Regions from separate parts of the Bombyx mori genome. Here region 2 is linked to region 1. Evidence: chromatin contacts called from public Hi-C data. All regions are on one chromosome and are shown on one strand. The core of a region is the stretch at or near the end of the contact, and the rest is flanking DNA. Distances in the headings are between cores, read along the strand shown. Region 1 holds the start of LOC101739009. Region 2 overlaps LOC100101180 (actin-depolymerizing factor 1).

Region 1 (6,167 bases), core at 2,392-4,891:
TTTGCTTGATTGTATTGATGGATCAAAAGTTAATGGAATTACAAAAAAAAAAAATTCTTTATTTGATTAAAACTAAAGACGATACGAAAATATATAACAGACTCTTTTTTTTTAAATAACAACGCAATCTGATTTCGGAAAAAAAATTAAGCTTCTAGTGTCAGATCACACGATGAATCGCCATTGTTAGCACGGATACTGTTAACACAAAAACTACATAAAATTTAAGATATTAACCATGCAATGTGCAGCAACATAACACTTAAAGCGTATAAATAAAAATAAAATTATGTATACATAAATTACTTACATAAACATAGCAATTTTAGTGAAATCATGTTCGTAACGTTGGATAAACCTTTTTTTTTTTTAATTAACTTAAAACATTTCACGATCGCCTAGCTACGGTATCACTGATTCAAAACAAGTTTCAAAAAACATTCACAGGATTGAATTCAAATCTTTTTTGTATAATATGAATAGCAGATTCGAATTCTCGAATATTCTAACATATGCCTGTGTTATTGAGATGAAACTGATAGAGAATGTTATTTTTATACCGTGAAAACTGTGCGGCGGACATATTGTGACGTCATGGTGGGGGAAAATCAATCGTTTCAGGCATGCGCATACTTTCGTCTTGGCCTATTTTTTAGGTTCGTGTCCCGACCGTGACAGAAACCATCTAATCCCAAGCTAATACGTTTTCGGAATGGCAGACATTTTTTATGAATGAAACCTCTTTTGTTCATTCATTTCGTTTTATTTTTGGTTGGTCATAATATTTGGAATTTTAATTTATTCTATTAAAGCCGCGATCTTTGTTTGAATAATTTACAATGTTTTAAGGTTCGCGTTTTGATTCTCAAATTTATCGTTTCAAGGTTGATATTTATTAATTCACGCTCAATTCTACCCTATTCTTTCACGGTCGTGATAGGGCGATATTACGAGTAATTATAAAAAAACTTGTATTTGCGCGTTGATCATTTCTGAGATTTTATAATAGTCAGTAAGGCAGTGTCAATTGAGGTTTTGAAATCGACTTAAACCTGGCACGGTGACTGGTGATTTGGTTTTGTGTTTAAGCTAATTGCAGCCGTCGCTTCGCTCGCAATAAAATGCAACTTTATACTAAAACATAAAAGCCATTCGACGATTGAGAAATCTAACTACGTAAGATAATTTTAGGTGAACATACATACTTCCTTTCATCCATCATTCCTTTTATATTTATATTGTATATAGATTTCATATCAATTCGATCTATGATCACCGTGGTACTTGAGGAATGCAGATCTGCACGACGACGTAAACCTAGAACCGATACTTATGTATCTTAGGGAAGCATCAGAAAAATACTTTAAAAATGCAAAGCTTTGATAGCGCTCTTATCGTGGCCACCGCTAACAGCGCTAACTACATATAACCCTGGCGAAGAGGCTTAGCAAAGCCATCGTCGCCCAAAACATTTCTTGTCGGACTCCCTGGACCCACTTTCAGTGCTTTTAAGCTCTTCAAGCACCAGTCACCGTCCTCGTCGAACTCGTCGACTCCGATGTGCGAACTAGCCCATAAAAACAACTCACTGAGTTTCTCGCCGGATCTTCTCAGTGGGCCGCGTTTCGGATCCGGCGGTAGATTCTGCGAAGCACTGCTCTTGCTAGGGCCAGTGTTAGCAACAGTTCCGGTTTGAGCCCCGTGAGCTCACCTACATGTTAGGGTGAAGCTGAAATAGCCTCTCAAGGCTATCAGAATAGGTAAGATAAAAAAAAATGTGTAAAATTTCATATTATATTTTCCTACCTATTCACTGATTCAGGACGCATTTCGAGAAAGAAAGGTGACAATTTAGAAAAATTGCTGATAACAGGCAAGGTAGAAGAATACCCAGAGGTAGAGTCCAAAGCACTGGTCGAACTAGATACGCTCTACTCAACATCTAAGTCCACGATGTCATCCGCGCAAGGCAGGACTGGCGCAGAATTATCGTAAAGAAATTTATTAAGGAAGGCCACGAACTCCAGCATTGAGGATTATCGAGGCAAGGAGGAGTGATTCACTGTTAGCCTAAGGCGCTAAGAAATCACGCTATATACTTATTTCAATAGACACATTTTTTACTTGTCTGCGGGACTTCAGCGTGGGCGTAGTCACATCTCTTGACACGAGTATACCAGGCGTCTTATCTTTCAAGCCACGACGACTTCAAACGAGGCTTGTGGATACGTGACGGTAGGCAGCGGCTTGGCTCTGCGCCTGGTATTGCTGAAGTCTATGGGCGACGGTAACCACTTACCATCAGGGGGCCGTATGCTCGTTAGCCTACAAAGGCAATAAAAAAAATCTTTAATATTGTTACGCGCTAGGGCTTGGGATAAATAAAACTTTCAACGAAGTACAAATTAAAACTCTATTTAACACTTAAGTAAGGAACAGTTTACAATTCGTAATTCACTTCTTTCGCTTCGCTTCAGGTGATCCGAATACTCACTGCCACTGGCACTTTTATAGTCGACACGACAAGTCTACAACTATCGAGAATATTCCCGGTAGGACTAGTCGTTTCAATATGTGTTTCCGTTATTGAACAATAGATGGCGTTACACTTCTCGAGCGTTCTCGATATCACTAGGTCTTTTGATATTCGTTTCTGCTGTTTGGCGTGTTATGTGGTATGTGTGATTATGAGTTATGTGGTAGGAGCTCTTGTGAGTCCGCACGAATAGGTACCACAACCCTACCTATTTCTGCCGTGAAGCAGTAATGCGTTTCGGTTTGAAGGGTGGGGCAGCCGTTTTAACTATACTGAGACCTTAGAACTCATATCTCAAGGTGGCGGTATTTACGTTGTAGCGGTAATCACTTAACCGTGTGATTAGCCACTAACAGGCTATGTACTCGTCCACCCATCAATGCCATAAAAAAAGGCACATCGTCCTACACCTACGATAAGGGGAGGAGGGCTACCGTGTTAAGTACAGAAATGACTAAAGACGCAAGTACCTTTAGGAGCTGTTTTGGTAGTGGTCAATAATGGTTCAGAGCGCTATCGGAGGTGAGATAATTATAATCATTAAATAACACAACTGGTTAGTCCGAGCGTTTATTCGCGACTGCTTTAAAAAGTAAAAAGCAACGGATCTTGCGGGCGCAGCCACATGTTATGACTACGCACAATTTTGTTTACATAATAGCCTGTGTCCCTACATACCCAAAAGGAAAATCCGCTTTGCCACCACGAATTTTGTTCTACGCAAATAAATTTATAGGTAAAAAGTTAAAATATCTTTAATGCCTAAATATAGCATAAATGTTAAACTACGTACACTTAGAAAACTGTATTAAAAAAAGCTATTCATCTAAGCTAATCCATTTTAGCCCTTAAAAGGTTAGAAATTTTGCTACAGAATATTTAAATTGCGGTTCTCTTGTTTACTGATTAATAAACCACCGATGTTACACTTTTAAACCTACAGAAACATTACATTAACAAAATAAAATTCTACCCTCATATTTCCACCAAATCTCAATAGATAGCCACCACTTTACTGAGAATTTGTTACAACCCATCTCATTTCATTCCAATTGCTTTCATATTATTTTCATATAACAGATTAGGCTGTATGGTATGTGATACCTTCATCACACCGTTGTAAAAATGTTATTAAGATTGAAAACATCCACATGTGTCACAGAACTTTATTTTTATAAATAATTTGTGCTTTTTTTCGTGCAAATAAATTAAACAAAGCACAACCAACAACATGTCATTAAATCCATTAAACGGTATGTTATATTAAAAGATATATTATCGAAAAACAAACATAACCTAAACTGTATATAAACTTGATAATAATATCCGAAAACAAAATTATTTGATGAGATAAATAACATGTGTTCGTTGCTGTAAATAAAATGAATTTCGTATAGTAAATCCTATATCCAATCCAAACTAAAAACCAAGACAAAATCATGGAAATCATTCAACCTAATGTATAACTATGTGTAATGGATGTAATTTATTAATTCCGCCGGAGAACCGTTCATTGCGGCGAGCTATGGGAGAAGTGTACATCCACCAGTAGAGAGATACAGGCTGATGAGGATATCCATTAAAAAAAAATCTGCCTACAGTAAATAAATAGTCCATACCGATTTAGGCTTTTTTACAATGAGGAGATCTATGATCACAATACGTACATAAATTGATTTCACACTGATTCAGATCACACAAATACTCAAAACATTACTAAAAAGTTTAACTATTGAGAGAGATAGTATTTTTTATAGTACACAAAATGAATAAACAATGCGAAACATTAAATACAAAAGAAGGATTATTGGCGGTCTTATCGCTAAAAGCGATATCTTCCAAACATCTATCAGGTGGACAAGAATCATTTGGAAATGAATTTCACATGCTGTACCTATCGATTTAATATATACTTAATTAATATTATTTAATTTAGAGATATATACACACACATATAGTACTAGCCGTACTCGCCCGCTTCGCTGGGCATTTAAAATTAACATTATTATTTATTGTCATTATTATTAGGGAGTCCAACACTCATATAAATATTAGCCTATCCATTAAGTAATGTATTTTCTACATGAATACCAAGATTCAAGTCAATCAAATGCATGGCTCAGTAGTTATAACCGAACATCCGTAAAAATCACTGTAGATTTATATATTATAGATACATGTACATACATAAATATACAAACATGAACAATGTATTAATAATTATAGTTTTGCTTGTCTACACATAAATAAATATTAATAATTAACATTATCGTTAAAACTTCCAGAATTAAAACGTCACCTGGACAACAGTGCAACCCCATTACCCAAACGAATTTGCTTAGCCAAAAATCTGATTCAATCCCATCACTTCCCGTCAGCGCCGAAAGAAAGAGTTGTAGGAACTTGGCTACATACCTTAACAGTTAAAAATGAACTACCGAGAGATGAGCTACGTAACGTTTTAGAATGGGTCAATGTTTCTGATCATTTGACAAGTGAAATGAAGAGTATTTTAATACAGGTATGATGGAATATTAAAAGATTTAAGAGTAGCTATTTTAAGAGGCTAATTGTCATAGTAATTATTTTTATATCGAGGGGTAAAACGCTGTTTGGTTTATCCGACGTTTGTGTAACATTACAGGAGAGACACTTAAAATTTAAAATTTCGAAAAAAAATAACAACACAAAAAAACTTCTTTAGTTGTTTGAATTGAGTAAACTTAACTGAAGTTCAATTAAAAATATCTAACTGTTGATAATAATATAAAATAAAATTCATGTTTCATTACTAAGGTGAATGTTGCGTATTAAGCAAAGTGTCGCTTAAACTAAATAGCCTTTCAAACTCAATACCAATGAAATAACGCATTAATTTACTACCAGTCACTGGTTTTATGTGACACCAATCGAAAAGGGCACATGTCGCATATTTTGTCAAATACGTTTATTCATATACATGTAGTTTTCAGACTTACCTACACCCATTTTATAATAATTCCAATAATTTTCAATTGCTAATTAACACTAAAATATATCTAAAAGTTAATATTTTAAATTTGACACTGCTTTAGAAAATAATCAGTTTTTTTTCATTTCCTGAACATTACTTTTTCAGACATGTGCCCTTTTCGAAATTGCATATTCAGTTAAATTCCACCTTTTGATACCTTGTCATTAAGGAATAAATACAACCGCTTCTAACATAGACTAAAGTTAATCTAACAAATTATTCATGTAAATAAATCAATTTTGTATGTAATTTTCAGATTCTCTCACAATACATACAAAGTAATCCGATTGGAAACAATGACATACCCTTCATCCTGCAATTCTTAGGGAACACAAGAATTACTCCACAGTTAAATCAACACATTGATGAATATTTAAAAATATCAATTACCGTGCTGCTATGTTTGAAACATGAGGAACAATTAAATGTTACATTCGTAAAACAATTAATAAGTAATATAATAAAATATTACAAGGAATGCAAAAAAAAATTAGAATTTATCATAAAATTTATATCGGAAGATCATTTGGAGACCCTCTTCAGTTTCCTAGGTACGGAATGCTCTAGCGACATTATTGAACTGTGCCAGAACGTAATGTTTCCAATTACTAGAAAATC
Region 2 (6,167 bases), core at 2,734-5,233, 60 kb after region 1:
GATTCTTTTTTTATATCATTTCAATTTGAAGCTTTGCTGTCAACTGATCGAGGTAGGGTCATGTAATTGTACATTTTACTATAAAACCGACCTCATAGTTAAGGGATCTTATGTAATAATTTAAATTATACTAATTAAATATATATACATATATATTTTTTCCTGTAACTAAATAAGTTAAGCTCAAATTCAGTCAAGTATGTTGTTTTTTTTTAAAATACAAAATACGCCGGTCGGCCTCTAGATTTGTAATATAAAGAAGGATTTTTATACTTTAGTTTTCGTTTGGAACTCGCTAACTTAAGCTTGTCGCTATCGAGCGACGGATAAGTATTTTGTAACCAATTTATTCAGAAATACACTCGATATAAGTGATTATTGGTCGTTTTATTTATTTATCTCTTTGTTTAATTTAAAAAAGTTGCCCTATCTCATGCAGTCGCGTTACCTGTTATCGACTGTTAGGATTAATATACACTGACCATCTATATATTAATACGTGTAGCAAAAACTTTGTATCCCTTTTTACGAAAATTGCACGGACGGTGGAGTATGAAATTTTCCACATTTATAGAGAATATAGAGAAGAAGTGCACAATGCTAATATTTTTTATAAATAATGCGTAAAAGATACATTAAATCAATAAAGAAAACATTACACACACTACAATGTATTTGACACAACACGCATGTAATATGCATACTATGTGTTTATTGTCAAACTTTTCTTATTGCATAATGTCTATGGTCAAATTGAGAATAGATTAAATATTGTTTGTCTTTGTTAATATTTGTCAAAAGTGTAGTCTTGGCGAAATCTGTGATTACAGAAGTATAATAAATAGTCTTTGACAATAGAACCATAATAATGTTCAAACTTATAATTTCAATTAATTATAGTAGAATTTCGACTACTGCGGGACCACTAGTCCATGTAAATGTGAAAAGCCTATCGTAATGGCCTATTTCTGCCACAAAACAGTCTTGCGACCCAGTTTGAAGGTTTGGGGCAGACCTTAATGCGACGGAGTCTTCCACTTCTTATGCCAAGGTCGGTGGCGACATACACATGATGTCTGTAACTCTTGTAACAAATGGGACGTGAATTTGAACCCAATGATATAATAAATTAATAAATTTAAATCGAAAATACTGTAAAAAAAAATTTTTTTTATTGTAAAAAAAGAGTGGGGTGCTTTTTAATATATTATTTCAATAATAATTCTTGTACTCATATCTCTCAGAAAAATATAACTAATAACACCACACCATGCACCATTTTTTTAAACTATTATTTATTTTTCATTTTTTAGTTGAATTTCAAATTTTTTTTTAATATTGAATTGTCATCGGTCCTCGATAAATCTACAAAATATGAATGAAATCTGGCCGTTTAAAGTGGGTCAAAATCGCACCTAAAGGAGTCAGTTACAAACATACATGCATACAAGTGAAGCTAATAATAGAAAGCGTGTAAAAACGATTGGGTTTGGCTAAAATGATGCTCATCCTAGTATCTAGGTTATTATTGGATTGATATATATTATCAGTGTATCGTTGTTTTTATCGTCCTTGTATACAAACGAGCATACGGCCCACCTGACGGAGAGTGGTTACCGTCGCCCATGGACCCCTGCAATGCCGCGGACAGCCTGGCCGCTGCCTACAACATAGTAGGTATTCTCCGTAAGCTTCGTTAGAACAACATAAAAATAAAGTTCATGAATTAATAGCATTGGTTATTTTGGTTAATCTTGCCTGCCCTAATGGACTCTAACAGTGTAGGTAATGACATAAATAAAACTGAAGTTTTCAAAACGTTTATTAAAATTCGCAGCAATAGTTTTGCTAAAATTCTTAATAATCACATAGAATGTTGCTTTGTTAGTAGGTATTATGTAAAACGCAAGTTTCGTTTGATTAAAAACTAATTTTTGTTTGTACTTACAATAATAACCTAAAAAACATTAGTTATTATAATACCACATTTTTGAGATCACACAAGTAGGTAACAAAAATACAAAAAGAATCTTTAAATGTTAAATAAAACTAAACTATCATCTTAATTGCTCGTAAACTGGAACAAAATGATTATAGATAAAAACTACTTCAATAGTAAATACATATAAATGATTTGTAATTTCACTTCCACAATATACTTTACATGGGATACCCACAAGTGACGGAAAAATCGGTGAATAAATGTAAAAAAACATACAACTGATATAATAACCGGCAAACTTCTTGAGCATTTGTTGACGTAGTGGGGGTAAGTTTGCGCATGGTACACTCACGTGCAAAAACATTACTTACTCTGCGTCATAATGCTATTAAATTATTAAAATCAACATATGTATTTATTTATATATTTATTAGAACATCAACAAAACATATAGGTTAATAATTGTAATAATTTAATCTTGGGGTAAAATAGATATTCCTTCTATTAAATCAAAACTAGAGCTGTTGCCAGGTCTTGGTTCAGTTAAAGCGAAGCTGGTATTTGTAATTTTTTTTTCGTTATCATAATCTTGACCATCATCATCATCACTGTTTTCATCACCCGAGTCGCTATCATCGTGATGAGTCGACATAGGGCTCATCGGCGTAGTTTACAACTCTGTCGATTCGGTCTTCTTTTTTGTCTATAATTAATTATTTTTTGAAGATATTCAATTCGTAGTAATCGAATGTGTACTTTTTTCATTTACCAGCTTCCGATTATTTTCTGTTCTTTTTTTCCATCTGAAGCCTAGCTCTTTCATAATTCGTCGTAAGCTTCATTCCGAGCCATTAAAATTTATATCTTCTTTAAATTCTTCGAAGCCTTTCTACGGTACGGAGTTTCGCTGCTTGTTATGTAGTTATTATGATTACATCTTTTTATTACAGATTGAACGAAACTATCCATTCCGGTAACTTTCTTCTTCCCTGATCTTTTCTTACCCGGAGTCCGAAACACTGCGAGCAAGCCAGAGCCTTTAGCTTCGTTAATAATGCACCTAACAGTACTCACTGATGTTTTTGTTGCTTCCGAAGTCTGTTTTAATTTTTCCATATCATTCTTCCCCTGTTTTATAATGAAGCAATATACGTCGTACACAAATTTTCTACCCTTTCTTTTAAGTACTACACCAGTTTGTCACGGCATAGTGTATGTTTTATAAAAAATCAACAAACACTCAACAAATAGCAATGGCAACAAAGTCCACAAGCAATTATAACAAATAACTTAACGATTAATAACGATAGACTTTCCACTGTACGCAAGCGTACTTTTGGGAGCAAGCGGAATGAGGGCGCGGTGCGGGACGCAAGGTTCGACTGATCTACCAATAACGCGCTCGATACGATTTCCCCTGCCGTCGCGCCTCACCCTCACCACCAAAGTGACCTAAAATTCGGTTCTGCGCAGTCAAGGTCATTTGCTCAAGAAGTTTGCCGATTACTATAACAAACGCACATGTTTTAAAAGATATTAAAAAACAAAAAAATAACCTACTGGATTTCATATCAAGCACAGAATAAAAAAGATTCGAAAAGTTTTCGTTTCAGTACACAAACTTTAGTAGACATAGTTTAGTTGCCAAAAGACACATTTCACTTAGATAGCTAATGTCTAAACAGAGCGTGGAGCTTGTATTATTTATCTTGAGACGAGAATTCACGATATCGGCTACATTTAGTTTCGGTAGGTATTCAAGGTTTAGTTTTAATAGTAATACTTTTAAACTGTATAACCTCTTCAGAGCCAAACACTACTACTACTTTTTAAAGTAAAAAAAACATTAATTTTAAACTATATTTGTAATTATTGCGATTTGTTAATTCTATTATATATCGAAAGGAATTCATTTTGTAAAAAAAATATTAACAACGATGATAAATAAGTATTAAAAAAACCGTTGACATAGATGTGCATATTATGTCCTTGAAGAGGTTATGCCGTAGTATATCGGCTCGATTTTATACCTTCTGTATTATTTTGTGTTCATTGCCATATTTATGACAGCCATATTACGAGGCTACGCTGATTTTTTTTTTAAAATCCTATAATGTAACCGAAGATCTACGAGGGAGCATCACTCCCTCGATAAATGATCCTTTCTTACTCTTTTTTTCCCCCAAACCTTCCAAACTAAAATTTCTGTTGAATTGCATAAGTATTTTTTTTATGTTCACAAAATTTTCGCACGTCCCTACCTACGCAGTTTTGTATCACCAGTTCTAGCGCTTGGACTATATTCTATCTGAATTTCCACTCATCCACAATTCATTTCCAGAGAGAGAAAAAGCAATAAAGATACATTCCATTCATTATATTTGTCTTTGTTTACAATATCCAAAGCTAAAATGTTTCTTCTAATCAATCTAATAGGTCATTGAATTTGATGCTTTTATAGTCACGAATACTGTATACATAATTCAAGGAAAAACTTTTGTCATTTCTTTAAAGCTTAGTTGGTATCAGAAATGATTATTTATATTTTTTTACACTTCGCCACATTCCAATTCGTTCCAATTAACGGAAATAAATTATTCTCTACTATTATCCCGAAATAGAACTCACTTTTATACGATATAAATAGAATTGTCTCTGTAATTCACATAGATATTTTATAATGAAGATTTATTGTCAACAACTTCGGAACTATTGAGTAAAACTGATTTAAAATATTCAAAATTTCAAACAGCACTAAAGAGTAGAATTTAGAACAAAGTCGACAAGGCGCCATAATTATCAATTATGATAATTTCCAAGTAACTACTACTACCTAAACACGAATTAGAAACATTATTTCAAAAATTCAAACAGTGATATCGAACATCTATACGTAGATAAATCAATAGTTATGTAGGCATTTTAGGCGACCTATCCGCCTGCTCTTTCCAATTTATTATAAAATTTAAAAATCAACCTCCCAGTTGATCATATTTTGAAACTTTTTTTGTATTGCTTAGATTGGTAGATGAACTCACAGCCCACCTGGTCTCAAGTGGTTACTGGAGCCCATAGACATCTACAACGTAAATGCGCCACCCGCCTTGAGATATAAGTTCTAAGGTCTCAGTATAGTTACAACGGCTGCCCCGCCCTTCAAACCGAAACGCATTACTGCTTCACTGCAGAAATAGGCAGGGTGGTGGTACCTACCCGCGCGAACTCACAAGAGGTCCGCCAGTAATTACGCAAATTATAATTTTGCGGGTATGATTTTTACACGATGTTATTCCTTCACCGTTGAAGTCAATCGTAAACATTTGTCAACTCGAATCAAATATATAGATTACTTATTATATTTGCATTTAGCTTTTTTGAATTAGGTACATTTCATTCGCTTTTACAGGAGGTTGACCTATTCCGAGAAATTACAGGAAGTTATTTACTAAATACCACGAACGATTAAAATATATCGTAAAATCCCCAATAATCACATAAATCTTATTTTTAATTTTAATCATTCTTATATAGACTAGAATAATGAACATAGTTTTTTTTTTCGCTGAGCGTTGAAAGTCTAAATACGACATATCGACAATGCTCTTAATACATAATATATCGTTTCAATTCATATCGTCACAGGAACTGTTAGTTGGCAACACCAGTACTTGTGTTTTGGGTAGATCAACATTTTTCACCGAAACACTGTTTCGCGACAGTATTAGTACCAATTTTATATTGTTTTTTTTCTAAATACTAATTGTGCTAATAGTGTCCGCAGGTGCTGGAGTTACGTTTGGCTGCTGTACAGTCGGGTCCAAAAGTGGAATGCTGTCAGTTGTCCTGAAATAAACGAAATAGAAATAGAATAGAAACAAATCAAACAATCCAAAAGACAGATGACGAAACTTAACTAACTATAATTAAATTATCAAAACAATGTGTGTTGCATTACTCATTACTGTGATGCAATTAAAAATAAATGGAATTAAAACCAAAAGGAGAATCCTTTTATGAGCAAACCGAACACTACAAATTTTATTTCAGTTATTTTGGTTAGATAAAAGTAAATAATATTATTGTAATGATCCTTGATACGTGTACAAATTTTATAGTAAATGAGACGTTGGACGTGATATTAAAGGAAATACAAAGAATCGAGGTTAAACCATTAAAATTGTTTTAAAAACAAGGTGAAATTATTACTAATGACAGATTATTTAAA

The links. Hi-C and Micro-C count contacts between places; a contact is called where the count stands out from the background.
Region 2: a Hi-C map of middle silk gland shows a contact between it and region 1, with 2.2 times the contacts expected there. The contact joins the enhancer-like site here to the promoter of LOC101739009 in region 1. A contact is called at or near these places in 3 of 7 Hi-C or Micro-C datasets (middle silk gland, midgut and whole pupa).

The regions. Positions count from the first base shown.
Region 1 is chr24:6,692,649-6,698,815 of ASM3026992v2, forward strand. LOC101739009 reads left to right here and starts at 3,642. Exons shown (of 11, transcript XM_038019891.2): 1 at 3,642-3,789; 2 at 4,822-5,057; 3 at 5,806-6,167. The coding sequence starts at 3,768. LOC101745705 (lysosome-associated membrane glycoprotein 1) reads right to left here and starts at 588. Exons shown (of 6, transcript XM_004923124.5): 1 at 311-588. The coding sequence starts at 338.
Region 2 is chr24:6,752,673-6,758,839 of ASM3026992v2, forward strand. LOC100101180 (actin-depolymerizing factor 1) reads left to right here. Exons shown (of 4, transcript NM_001099808.1): 4 at 1-378. Among protein-coding and RNA genes, the nearest start is that of LOC101740175, 11 kb to the right of the region's middle. Within about 2 kb of position 3,984, at least 1 of the 8 cell types and tissues checked has open chromatin away from gene starts, as enhancers often do.